Regions from separate parts of the Rattus norvegicus genome. Here region 2 is linked to region 1. Evidence: chromatin contacts called from public Hi-C data. All regions are on one chromosome and are shown on one strand. Each heading gives the region's core, a stretch centred on a gene start, on an enhancer-like site or on the middle of the called end of the contact. The rest is flanking DNA. Distances are from core to core; before and after follow the strand shown.

The links. Hi-C and Micro-C count contacts between places; a contact is called where the count stands out from the background.
Region 2: a Hi-C map of liver shows a contact between it and region 1, with 2.2 times the contacts expected there. The contact joins the enhancer-like site here to the promoter of Slc25a30 in region 1. A contact is called at or near these places in 11 of 12 Hi-C or Micro-C datasets (the A7r5 cell line, Schwann cells, frontal cortex and 6 more).

Annotation. Positions count from the first base shown.
Region 1 is chr15:57,506,681-57,512,971 of GRCr8, forward strand. Slc25a30 (solute carrier family 25, member 30) reads right to left here and starts at 2,281. Exons shown (of 10, transcript NM_001013187.2): 1 at 2,220-2,281.
Region 2 is chr15:57,541,371-57,547,661 of GRCr8, forward strand. No RefSeq gene overlaps it. Among named protein-coding and RNA genes, the nearest start is that of Tpt1, 22 kb to the right of the region's middle. Within about 2 kb of position 3,426, at least 2 of the 93 cell types and tissues checked have an H3K27ac peak or open chromatin away from gene starts, as enhancers often do. A contact at or near this core is called in liver, where this site is marked.

The DNA.
Region 1 (6,291 bases), core at 1,031-3,530:
GCACACATGCCTTTAGCCCCAGCAATCTGGAGGCAGAGGTAATGTGGATCCCTGTGAGTTCAAGGCCAGCCTGGTCTACGTATCAAGTTCTAGGCTAGCCAAAGCTACATAGGGAGACCCAAAAACACCTAGCTCCATAGTGAGTCTCAAAAATACCAGAAATAAATTAAAAATAAAAATAAGTGATCCGCACATACAATAGAATTTTATGCAGCCATAAGAAAAAAAATGAAATCAAGGCATTTTGGGGAAACGTATACAATTGGTAGTCACTATATTAAGCAATATGTTAGATTCGGAAAGACAAATATTCCGTGTTTTATGCTTATAAATATATGTGTATTTGTAAGTGTATGTGTACAGATCACATTACAAGGAAGAGTCATGAGAAGGGAGGGAAAGACCTTCAGAGAGACAGGAAATAACTGGTGGTCTAGAAAGCAGAAGGGCTCTAACAGGGCAGATGGTGGATGGAGGGATGGGGGGATGGAGGGAGCTGAGGGCAGGTGGGTAGGGTGAGGACCAAAAGCAAAGAAGTCAATGCGATGAAACTAGCTGCTTTGTATGATCATTTTTTAAATTGGTACTGCTGGTATTTCTGAGGGCTTTCCGAGTTCCTCTTATATAATTAATAAATCATTTTAATTTTAGTCCATTCTTTCAGTCTACAGTCTTTTTTTTTTTAAGATTTATTCATTTATTATATATAAGTACACTGTAGCTGTCGTCAGATACACCAGAAGAGGGCATCAGATCTCTTTACAGATGGTTGTGAGCCACCATGTGGTTGCTGGGAATTGAACTCAGGACCTCTGGACAAGTAGTCGGGTGCTCTTAACCGCTGAGCCATCTCTCCAGCCCCAGTCTACAGTCTTTTTTTTTTTTTTTCTTTTTTCTTTTTTTCGGAGCTGGGGACTGAACCCAGGGCCTTGCGCTTGCTAGGCAAGCGCTCTACCACTGAGCTAAATCCCCAACCCCCAGTCTACAGTCTTAAACAGTAATCACAAACTACTCCCTTCTGTGTTCTCATAAATCTCTCCTCAGTTACACTGTCTTCTCATAAGCCTTTCCTATTCCCTATTCTGTTCTAAAAGCACACAGTGAGAGGCCGAGAGATGGCTCAGCAGTTGAGTACTGGCTGCTCTTCCAGAGGACTAGGATTTGATTCCCAGTATCCACACCAAGTGGCTCAGAACCTGCTTATAACTCCAGTTTCAGAGGATCTGATGCTTTCTGACTTCCAAGGGTACTTTGCACACGTGTGGTGCGTATAAACCTCACTCACTGACACATAAATAAGACTGGATAAATCTTTTGTTTTAGGTGTACAGAAAAAAAACAAACTCAGCACATATGGATGAAATATGGCGTTTAAAAACATTTTAGAAATGGTACCACTCTTTCACGAGATAACTGAGCCCATGTTACAAAAGTTGGCATCGACAATGCTAAGATCTAAATCCATGTAATCTCAACTTTACACTAACACATCTCCGAATGTAGAATCTGCAAGGGCGTTCTAGCATTGCTTTGCTATTCTTAGGCAAGAACAATCCTGACTATTACGAGTGTTTTGCCTGAAATTACACCCAGAGAGACTTTAAAACGCATTAGCACGTTAACTTCTAGAGCAATTCATTTGACAGGTTCTTGCGAACTCGCAAGCAGCAACCTGACTTGTTCCACGAGCGTGAGCGTGTGTGTGTGTGTGTGTGTGTGTGTGTGTGTGTGTGTGTGTACGCACGCGCGCGCGACCCTGCCTTAAAGAAAATGGAAATTGTTTATTATCCGTCTGTTTAGCTACGCTGATGATTGAACCAGGGACCCTGCAAACGCTAAATAGCTCAACCACTGAGCTGCATCTCCAGCCCTCCATCAGCAATTCAATGGGTGAAGGCCCCTATCCCGGGTACTGAGCTCGCGGGTGCTGAAGCCGCACTGTCTCTGCCCACGGATGGGAGGGGCGCACACCGGTGGGAGGAAGTGCCGCAGCAAAAGGTTCAATCCTTGAGCCTCCCGGACGGCCCTCAGCTATCCTCCACGGCTCCCTCAGAACCACCCGAATCCCGGAGCGAGCCCGGATCCCGGAGCGAGCCCGAGCCCCGGAGCCTCGTACCCACCCGAAGCCCGCGAACCCTGGGGCACTTCAGCCCAGAGCAAACCCGCCGCAGCGGTTCTCTGGCTGGGTCCATGAGGCAGCAGTGCGGCCGGGAACTCACCCTGCGGCGGAGCTCCTCCTGCTACTCCTCCGAGCCAGTGCAGCCGCCTGGGAGCACCTCCGTGCGGGAGCGGAAGAAAAGGCCGCCGAGCGGAGGGCGCGCCCCAGGCCGGGTACGTCTCCGCCCGCTCCTCGGCCAAACACGCCCACAGCACATTCTCATTGGTCACTGCCGACACCGGCTCCCTCAAGGCCACGCCTCCGGCCTTTGCCGATCCGACCCAGGAAGAGCGGGCCCCAGAAGCAGCCAGACTGGGGTTCTCAGGTTCACTGCTGGGAACCGAGCTGCGGGCTGCTCGCTATTCCCCACAGTCTTCAGTCTGTGAAGGAGAAACCGGGAAGCCATAGAGCCGAATGACTCTTCTCCAGAGGGGCTTCTCTGTGTCTTCCAGAACCTCCGCAGTCGCAAAGAAATCATCTTGCGTTTACTGTTTTACCCTAATTTGAAATGTGATGACTGAAAACTGAGAACCCAGAGTGACCAAAGCTAGCATTTCACAATAACGTTTTGTTATAACGTCCTTCTACACGTTTCCTGTTATATTGTAGCACATAACATAAGACAGTATAGTTGGGTTCTCTTTAGGAAAAAAAACCAATATAATGACTTTTAATAAAAAGGGGATTTGTTTAACCACCTTACATACTGTGGCCTGAATAGTCAGTCCAAGGATGGCTGCCTGCACTGTGGAAAGGCTAGGAATCTGGCAACTGCCAGTCCACCAGCCCTGGTGTCTCGGACATCCCAACCTGATGCCAAAGGCCCCTGTAGGGCCATTGGCCTTCACTCCATGTTGGAGAGCCAATGAAACCGGGTTCTGGTGCCAGCAAAAGAATTTAAAAGCAGTGGCAGAGGCGATCACTAGTAAGAGGCTAAAGCAAGCAAGCAAAGGGTTTTTCCCTTGGAGCTCCTTGTATACTGGCTCTGATGGAAGGTGATGGCCACATTCAGGGTGAGTCTTTCCACTTCAATTTCCCTGCCCAAAAACATCCTGGACAGGCATGCCTAGAGATTACCTAATCTAGATATGGTATCCCCATAGATCTGACAAGTTGACCATCAGTGTTAACCTCATAAACAATAAGCCTCTCACCACAGATAGTTTTCAAATTGTTCTTAGATTTATTTATTTCCACTTATGAGTGTTTTGTGTGCATGTGCATGTGTTTCCATGATCTCTATGGACACCACATGGATGTCTGGTGTCCGCAGAGGTCAGAAGAGGGCATCAGATCCCCTAGAACAGGAGTACAGATGATTATGAGCTGCTTTTGTAGGTGCTGGGAACTGAACCCAAATCCTTCAGAAGAGCAACAAGTGTTCTTTTTTGGTTCTTTTTTTCGGAGCTGGAGACCGAACCCAGGGCCTTGCGCTTCCTAGGTAAGCGCTCTACCACTGAGCTAAATCCCCAGCCCCGCAACAAGTGTTCTTAACCACTGAGCCACCTCACCACCCTCCCCAACTACCACAGGCTTCTTTCTAGCCTCTTCCTTTGTGTCTTTCATCTAACCTAGTTGTGCTGGTTGGTTTTGTGTGTCAACTTGACACAAGCTGAAATTCTTACAGAGAAAAGAGCTTCCCTTGAGGAAATGCCTTCATGAGACCAAGATGTAAGGCATTCTCTCAACTAGTGATCAAGTGGGGAGGACCCAGCCCATTGTGGGTGGTGTCATCCCTGGGCTGGTGGTCCTAGGTTCTATAAGAAAGCAGGCTGAGCAAGCCAGGGGAAGCAAGCCAGTAAGTAACATCCCTCCATGGCCTCTGCATCAGCTCCTGCTTCCTGACCTGCTTGAGTTCCAGTCCTGACTTCCTTTGGTGATGAACAGCAATGTGGAAGTGTAAGCTGAAGAAACCCTTTCCTCCCTGACTTGCTTCTTGGTCATGATGTTTTGTGCAGGAATAGAAACCCTGACTAAGACACTAGTAAAATCTCTTATTCCACCAGCATTAACACATTTATCTATTTCTTCTGTCCTATACCCTACACAAAGACTTCATGCCAGGAGTGGCATTAACAGGCTAGTGACACATGGGCTGTGAATGAATTCACCAAAGACTGAAGGCAAAAGTGGAGTTACTAAAGTATACTTCAGAAAAGCCCTGGCAGATGAGACAATGGACCTTGACAGTGGCTTTCTAAGCAGCCTACCCTAGAGATGGGGCGTTCTACGCAGGCTGTGGTTCAATGTCACAGGCACACTGGGATAATTGCAACTGAGGCTTATCATGGTTTGCAACAACCTGACCTTGAAGTAGCAATGGCCTTGCCTGAATCAGCTCAGCACAATCACCAGTCCTAATTGACATCCACAGTTTGCAACTGACGCTTGCTATGACTAACTCTTTCTGTCAAGATAACGGTCCTGCTGGACGCAGCAACAGTGACCTTGCTCTGAGCTCCGTCTGCTCTGAGGCAAAACTGCCCCATTCGTCCGTCTCAGAAACAGCAGAGCTGGGCTGGAGAGATGGCTCAGTGGTTAAGAGCACCGACTGTTCTTCCTGAGGTCCTGAGTTCAAATCCCAGCAACCACATGGTGGCTCACAACCATCTGTAATGAGATTCGATGCCCTCTTCTGGTGTGTCTGAAGACAGCTACAGTGTACTCATATACAATAAATAAATCTTTTAAAAAATGTTGCATTGATAAATAATACTTTAAAAAAAAAAGAAGCCGGTTGTGGTGGCGCACACCGGTAGGATTTGCTGAAGGAGGCAGAGGCAGGAGGATCACGAGTTCGAGGCCAGCCTGGGCTACACATTTTTGGGGTTGGGGATTTAGCTCAGTGGTAGAGCGCTTGCTTAGGAAGCGCAAGGCCCTGGGTTCGGTCCCCAGCTCCAAAAAAAAGAACCAAAAAAAAAAAAAAAAAAAAAAAGAAACAGCAGAGCTGAGACATATATGTAGCACCACTAACAACAAACTCTCTAGATTCTAGATTTGCAACTTCTTTGAAATTGTTTTAATCGTTACAATCTTTTAAAGATGATACAAGTAATGTGCAGTGCTCCAAAGTTCTTGAATTAATATGTTTTTCTTTTTAAAACCTTTTTAAACATTCACTTATGGTGTGTGTGTGTGTGTGTGTGTGTGTGTGTGTGTGTGTGTGTGTATGTGTATCCCCCACAGGAAAACTTGGTGAGTCAGTTCTCTCCTTCCATAGTTGGCAGTAGGATTCGAACTTATGTCAGCAGGCTTGACACCAAGTGCCTTTACCCACTGAGCCATATAGCAGGCTTTTCCATATGGTTTATGGAATCAGTTTGTTTGCTATTTTATTCTATGTGTATAAATGCTTTGCCTGGGGGCTGGAGAGATGGCTCAGCAGTTAAGAGCACTGACTGGGGGTTGGGGATTTAGCTCAGTGGTAGAGCGCTTGCCTAGGAAGCGCAAGGCCCTGGGTTCTGTCCCCAAATCCGAAAAAAAAAAAAAAAAAAAGAGCACTGACTGATCTTCCAGAGGTCCTGAGTTCAATTCCCAGCAACCACATGGTGGCTCGCAACCAACTGCAACACAATCTGATGCCCTCTTCTGGTGTGTCTGAAGACAGTGACAGGGTACTCACTTATATAAAATAAATAAAATCTTTTTTTTTCTTTTTTCCTTTTTCTTTTTTTCGGAGCTGGGGATCGAACTCAGGGCCTTGCACTTGCTAAGCAAGCGCTCTACCACTGAGCTAAATCCCCAACCCCAAATAAAATCTTAAAAACAAAAAACATAAATGCTTTGCCTGTATGTATGTGTGCCCTGCCTTTGTGCAGTACCCAGGAAAACCAGAAAAGGGCATCAGATCCCCTGGCATTGGAGTTACAAATGGTTGTGAGCTGCTGTATGGGTGCTGGGAATCAAACCCAGGCCCTCTGGAAGAGCATCCAGTGCTCGTAACTACTGAGCCGTTTCTTCAGCACGTGTAGTATCAGTTAGAAACTGATTGTGTCTGTCATCTTTCTGATACCATATTTGTCATTTTCAATTTTTGCATCCCTTCCAGAGCATTTTTAACGCTCCCATTCTTCCTTCCTGAGCTCTGCTCCCTGGCTCCTATCAGGAAGTCCTGGAGTTGGTAACCAACCGTC
Region 2 (6,291 bases), core at 2,176-4,675, 36 kb after region 1:
GAGAGAGAGAGAGAGAGAGAGAGAGAGAGAGAGAGAGAGAGATATTTTTTGGATTGTTTGACCTGCTCTGGGGGAAGAATTCTAATCTTGGTGACTTTCTTGTGGGTAGAATGAAGAGCAAGAAATAGCAGGGCAAGAGACAAGGGCTTTTTGTCTCAAGTTATCTCTACTGTTGGTAGTGGTAGTTATTCTGTAGCTCAGGGTAGACTAGAACTGACTAAGTAGCCCAGGCTAGCTTTGAACTTGCAGCAATCTGCCTGGCTTAGCCTTTCAAGTACTGGGACGACAGGTGTAACCCAGCACACTGGCTCTGGAGACTACGTGTAAGACTTCTCAGGGGTGGGTGGGGTGGATGGGTGAGACGAACCCTAACCTTTGTTTTCTCCTGGTTTCTGTTGCTGCTGCTGCTTTCAGTGCAGTGCGTGTAGACCAGAATACCACTCGTTACAGGTCCTAGAGGCTGGATTTCATTTCGTTTTGGGCAGTGCTGGGGAGGAATCCAGGCCTCGCTAAGCTGGCTAAATATCCCCTCACTACCCCTAGCTACCACAGGTTCCTTTGCAGTTAGCAGCTATAGAAACCTAAGAGCACACACAAATGCCAGCTGTTCTTTCAAGTAGCAAAAGAAAACTCTCCTGTCCTGTGCCCTGGGCCCTGAGATGCATGGGGATACAGTCTTCCCTCGCTCACTTAAAAAAGAAATGATTTTGAGACAAGGTTTCAGGCAGTTCAGGCTGCCATGTACAGAGGATGAACCCTGGTGCCTGAAAGAATAAAGATTTTAAACTATCCCCCACTGACCCTGCTGTGAGGACAAGTGCACCTCACAGCAAAGAACAACATAACATATTTTGGGGATGTAGCCTGACTATAGAGGTACCACAAACCATCTGGCCTCGATAAGGCCTGACTCAACAGTCCTGAGAGAATCGAGAATTAGGGTCAGCTTGCCCCAGAAGCAGGGCGGCCTAGAGTTGAACTGAGCCCAAGTTACAAACCAATGAAATTGCTTTGTGTGACTGTTGCCAACTACCTATGTAATTTTCCCTATAAATCCCTTCCCCTAATTGGGCTCGGGGTCGACTCCTCTGTCTCCTGTGTGAGATACGTGTTGTCCCCAGAGCTCTGGTTCCTCAAATACACCACACCTCTTGTTTATTACATCAAGACTGGTTTCTCGTGAGTTCTTGGGGGTTGCGTCATCTCAAGATTTGAGTGGGGGTCTTCCCCACCCCAATGGTCTTTCAGTGCCCTTGGGCAAACATCCTACTATCCGAGCTACAGTCTCAGCCCTAAACCTCTTTAAGAAACCTAATAGATGATAACATTTGCTTTTTCTGCTTCCTTCTTTCTCAATTAAAAAACACTTTGTTTCCAACTTCTTTTGTCATTTCACACCATTTTCCAGTCGCAAGCACCCAGAAACTTGGCTGGGAGGGACGATTTGTAACCAGCATGGCCTCATCACACACTGAGGGCTGAACCCACAACCTAGGAACCCCTCCACCACTGAGCCACATCTCCAGCCCTAGAAACTTAGCTTTAAAATGAGGGTCATTTCACTCAGAGCCCTGGGGGTGCAGGTGCACGGATCAGGAGTCTGAGTCTAATGAAGGCCCACCGGATGTGGAACATCTCTCCCATGGAGAGATGGGAAGCCAGAGAAAAGGGAGGGTCCCGTCATGCTCTTTCTTTCTTGCTTGTTTGTTTGTTTGATACCGTGTGGCCCTGGTTGTCCTAGAAATTGTTCTGTGGACCAGACTCCCCCTAACTCATGGAGATCTGCTTTTCTCTTCCTCCCAAGTACTGAAATTAAAGGTGTTCGCCACCCCAACCCTAACTAGTCTTGTTTTTATAAAAACACTTCTAGGGGTTGGGGATTTAGCTCAGTGGTAGAGCGCTTGCCTAGCAAGTGCAAGGCCCTGGGTTCGGTCCCCAGCTCCGAAAAAAAAAAAAAAAAAAAGAAAGAAAAAGAAAAAAAGAAAAAACAAAAAAACAAAAAAACACTTCTAAGAACTAACTCTGGGTCCCACAGAAGCTACCTTGATCCCCTCCCCAGGTGATGCTTTGCGACTTAATGGCTTCTTTGTCCCACCTCCTAAAGGATCTACCACTTCTCTCCCCTCTTCTTCCTTTTTTTCTTTTATTGGATATTCTATGTGTCTACATCTCAAATGCTAACCCCCTTGCTAGCCTCTCCTCCCAGAAGCCCCCATCCCATTCCCCTCCCCCCACCTCCACAAAGGTTCTCCCCCTCCCACTCACCCATCCCCACTCCACCGTGCTCTTAACACAGACTCACCAAGGAACAAACTTGACCCTTTAAGAACAAGTCACCGTAACCCCAGGCTGTGCCATAGTGTGCTTTACCTGATGCTACCTCACTTCCTGCATCTTCACTCACCTTCCAGCAAACTGGGGACCTTTACCACCATCATTTTCAACTCTTTTTTTTTTTTTTTTTTCCGGAGCTGGGGACTGAACCCAGGGTCTTGTGCTTGCTAGGCAAGCGCTCTGCCACTGAGCTAAATCCCCAACCCCCTCAACTCTTTTCATATTACCAATACTCCCAGCAACCGCATCGGTCATATGCCCCTTTTGATCTTAAAAACAGGGGGGCTCTCACCCCTTCTCCAAATATCAGCTCTTCTAGAATGTCTCCAGATGTTTTTTCACTTCTGGTGCCCATTGGGTCCTTTTTCTAACACCTACACCCACCCCCCTCTACCATGATGGTGGTTTGAATGAGATCTGCCCTGTGTTACCAGGCATCTGAATACTCCCAGGCAGTGACACTGTTTGGGTGGGCAGAGGAGGTGTGGCCTTGCTAAAGAAGTATGTCATGGGGTTGGGGATTTAGCTCAGTGGTAGAGCGCTTGCCTAGGAAGTGCAAGGCCCTGGGTTCGGTCCCCAGCTCCGGAAAAAAAAAGAAGTATGTCATTGGGGGTGGGCTTTGAGGTTTCAAAAGCCACGCAACACTTCCAATGGGCACCCTCTGCTTCCTGTTTGAGATGTGAGCTCCACCCTGTTTCCTGTTTGAGATGGAAGCTCCTTCCTGCTGCTCCATCAGCCTGCTCCCTGCTACCTCTGCTCCAGCATTCGAGACTACCATACCTCTGGAACCACAAAGCAGATAAGCGTACTGTCGGGAGATAAATGGACCGCCGGGATTTGTTTAGCCGTTGATGAATAAATGCAAAAGGGCCGCCTGCGTTCATTGGCTGTTGTAGTAGTGACACACATGATTTGATTTCCAGTAGTCCTGTGACATTCCAGGCGCTCTGCCAGGACAGGTGGGGACTCCCCGGTAGGCTGTAATTAATGAAGAATCACAATGGCTGCCTTACCGAGGGCCACAGGCTTAGGAGATGTCCAAGTGCTGCCAAGAGTCTTCCCTTGCATTGTGGGGAAGTCACGTGGATGTACTGTGGACTTCCCTCTCCCGGCCCTGGCTCTGTCACTTTCTTGCAACTAATTGAGATGCTGTTCTGTCTGGTTAGGTTCTCAGGTTAAAGCTGGTTTGGCTTCTGGTTTTCAAACGCTGTTCTGAGATGGAGTGGTTATAGTGCATCCAAGAACTTGGGCGGCAGAGGGGCAGAGTCAGATCTCTAAGTTCAGGGCCAGCCTGGTGAGTTCCAGGACAGTCGGGGCTACATAGACACAGATAGACAGACACACAGACACACAGACAGACAGACAGACAGACACACACACACACACACACACACACACACTGTTTCTAACTCTCCCAGCTCTTTAAGGAAGCAGATAATTTTCCATCCAAACAACAGTTACCGGGGTAACAGACCTTTTTGCTTCTCATGTATTTTCAGCCGCATCTTTTCTTGCTTATACAAGATCATTTTTATTGGAGGTCACTGAAGCCTTGTTGTCTTACTGGAATGTAACATTCTGTAACTCCTGGGATTTTGTGGAATTCTAGGCTGGGTGAGACTGCAGTTTTTGCTTCCCTTTGGGGAAGACAATAGATTTGTGGGGTGGCCAGAAGTAGACTGGAGGCTCTTCGAGATCTGCCGCTGAGCAACCCTAATTCCCACAGATGGAGGGAAACTATTGCTTTTGATTCCTACGTAATATAGACACGGGTGATTATTCCACTAAACACAAGCCTTTTGTTTTAAGCCACTTTTTGCTTATACCGCCAGCAGCTGATCAATATTAAGAGAACTTTGAAATTTGAACAGAGTTGTACTAGTGCCAGAGCATCACTCACAGACAGACAAACTAAATTCTCTCCCAAAGGACCCACATGAGAGCACAGTTATTTGTAATTCCAGTCCCAGAAGGTCCAGCACCCTCTTCTGGCCTCCACGGGTACCAGATATGCATGTGGTTGGTACACAGACATACATGCAGGCAAAATTCTATGGACATAACGAATAATTAATTGTTTTAGAGTGGAAACTTTCCTTAGCAGCTCAATACTGGCTTAATGGTTCATGTGTTCCAAGTTCATATCTTTTCCCTCTCTTTTTTTTTCTTTCTTTTATCTTTTTTTGAGACAGCATCTCTCTACATAGCCCTAGCTATTTGGAACTCACTTAATACACAGACCAGGATGGCTTCAAACTCACAGAGATCCACCTGCCTCAGCCTCTAAAGTGCTGTGATTAAAGACCTGGCCCCAAGTCACTCTTACCCTAGCCCAGAGGAGGAATATGGGGCTCATATTTCTAGACAAAACCAAGACACGGCAAGAAGTCTGTAAGTCCAAATATCCAGAGAATTAATGAAGTGTGCAAGAGATGTATGAAGAGAAACACCACAAGTCTCAAAATGTGATGGACTACCCGAATGGAAGGGCAAGACTGACCTCTGAAGTGACTCACAATGTCATCCATTGTTGTCCACCCACCACACAGACACATACAGGTACACACATGTACACCCATGCACACAGATACACACCCACACAGATACATGCACATATGTACATACAGAGATACACACTCACAGAGATACATGCACACACACACACACCAGCACACTCATGTGCACACACACATAGATACATGCTCACACAGACACATGCACACATACACACACACATAAAGTCTGCTGGTTGGCAGGTTGTTTTGTAAAGAAGTTCATTTCAGGCTCAAGGGGGAAAGTGTTTGCCACATATGCATCAGTGCCTAAGTACAAACCCCCAGCTGGGCACAGCACTGTGCATCTATAACCCCAGTGCCAGGAGGCAGGGGCAGGAGGAGCTGGAGTTTGCTGGCCAGCTTATCTAGTCAATTGGTGAGCTACAGGTTCAGTGAGTTCTCAAAGACAGATAGATAGATAGATAGATAGATAGATAGATAGATAGATAGATAGATAGATAGATACATACATACATACATACATACATAGATACATAGATAGATACATAGATAGATACATAGATAGATACATAGATACATAGATGAAGGAAAGAGATGTCTCAGTGGTTAAGAGTAATTTTCAAATTTAGGGGTTTTATTTTGTTCTTAGGGGACTTGGTTCGGTTCCCTGCACCCACATGGTAGTTCACAGCCATCTCTAACTCCAGTTTCAAGGTATCCTGCCCTCTTCTCATCTGCATGGGCAGCAGGCATGCATGTGGTGCACAAATATACAGGGAAAGCAGTCATACATAAAATACAATCTAAAAATGAGGTAGAAAGCAAGCCAAGAAGACCTCTGACATCTACACACACACACACAGGCACACACACGGGTTGGGGGAGATTAACCCACTGCCCTCTTCTCTTCCTGGCTCTCTGAATGAAACACAGCCTAAAGATTCAATCCCTGTCTCTGCTCATGGGAGTGACAGTCCAAGCTCCATATTCCAGTTAAAATTGCAGAGGGATAAAATCAGAGTCAAAGGCTTGGGTTAGACCCAGTTCTTCCCAGAATAAGTGTGACCCTTTTCTAAGCAAGCAACATCATAGTGACCTCTTAACCTCCTGACCCATTCCACATCTTCCCTAGTAGAGAGGAAGATCAAACCGGTAGCCTGTGTAGGAAGATTTTATAGACTCTGGCACTGTATTTCTGTTGTAACTTCCTAAAGTTCAAAGACCTAATAATTATGATCCAAATGCTTGACTCACAGTCGGGCAAGCATACGACAGAAAGGAACAAACTGGGCCAGATTCTCTTCCAGGCAATGTCTAGGGTTACTGTTGCTGTGATGAAACACCATGACCAAAGCATCTTGGGGATGAAAGGGTTTGTTTGCCTTACACTTCCACATTGTTGCTCATCATTGAAGGAAGTCAGGACAGGAACTCCAACAGG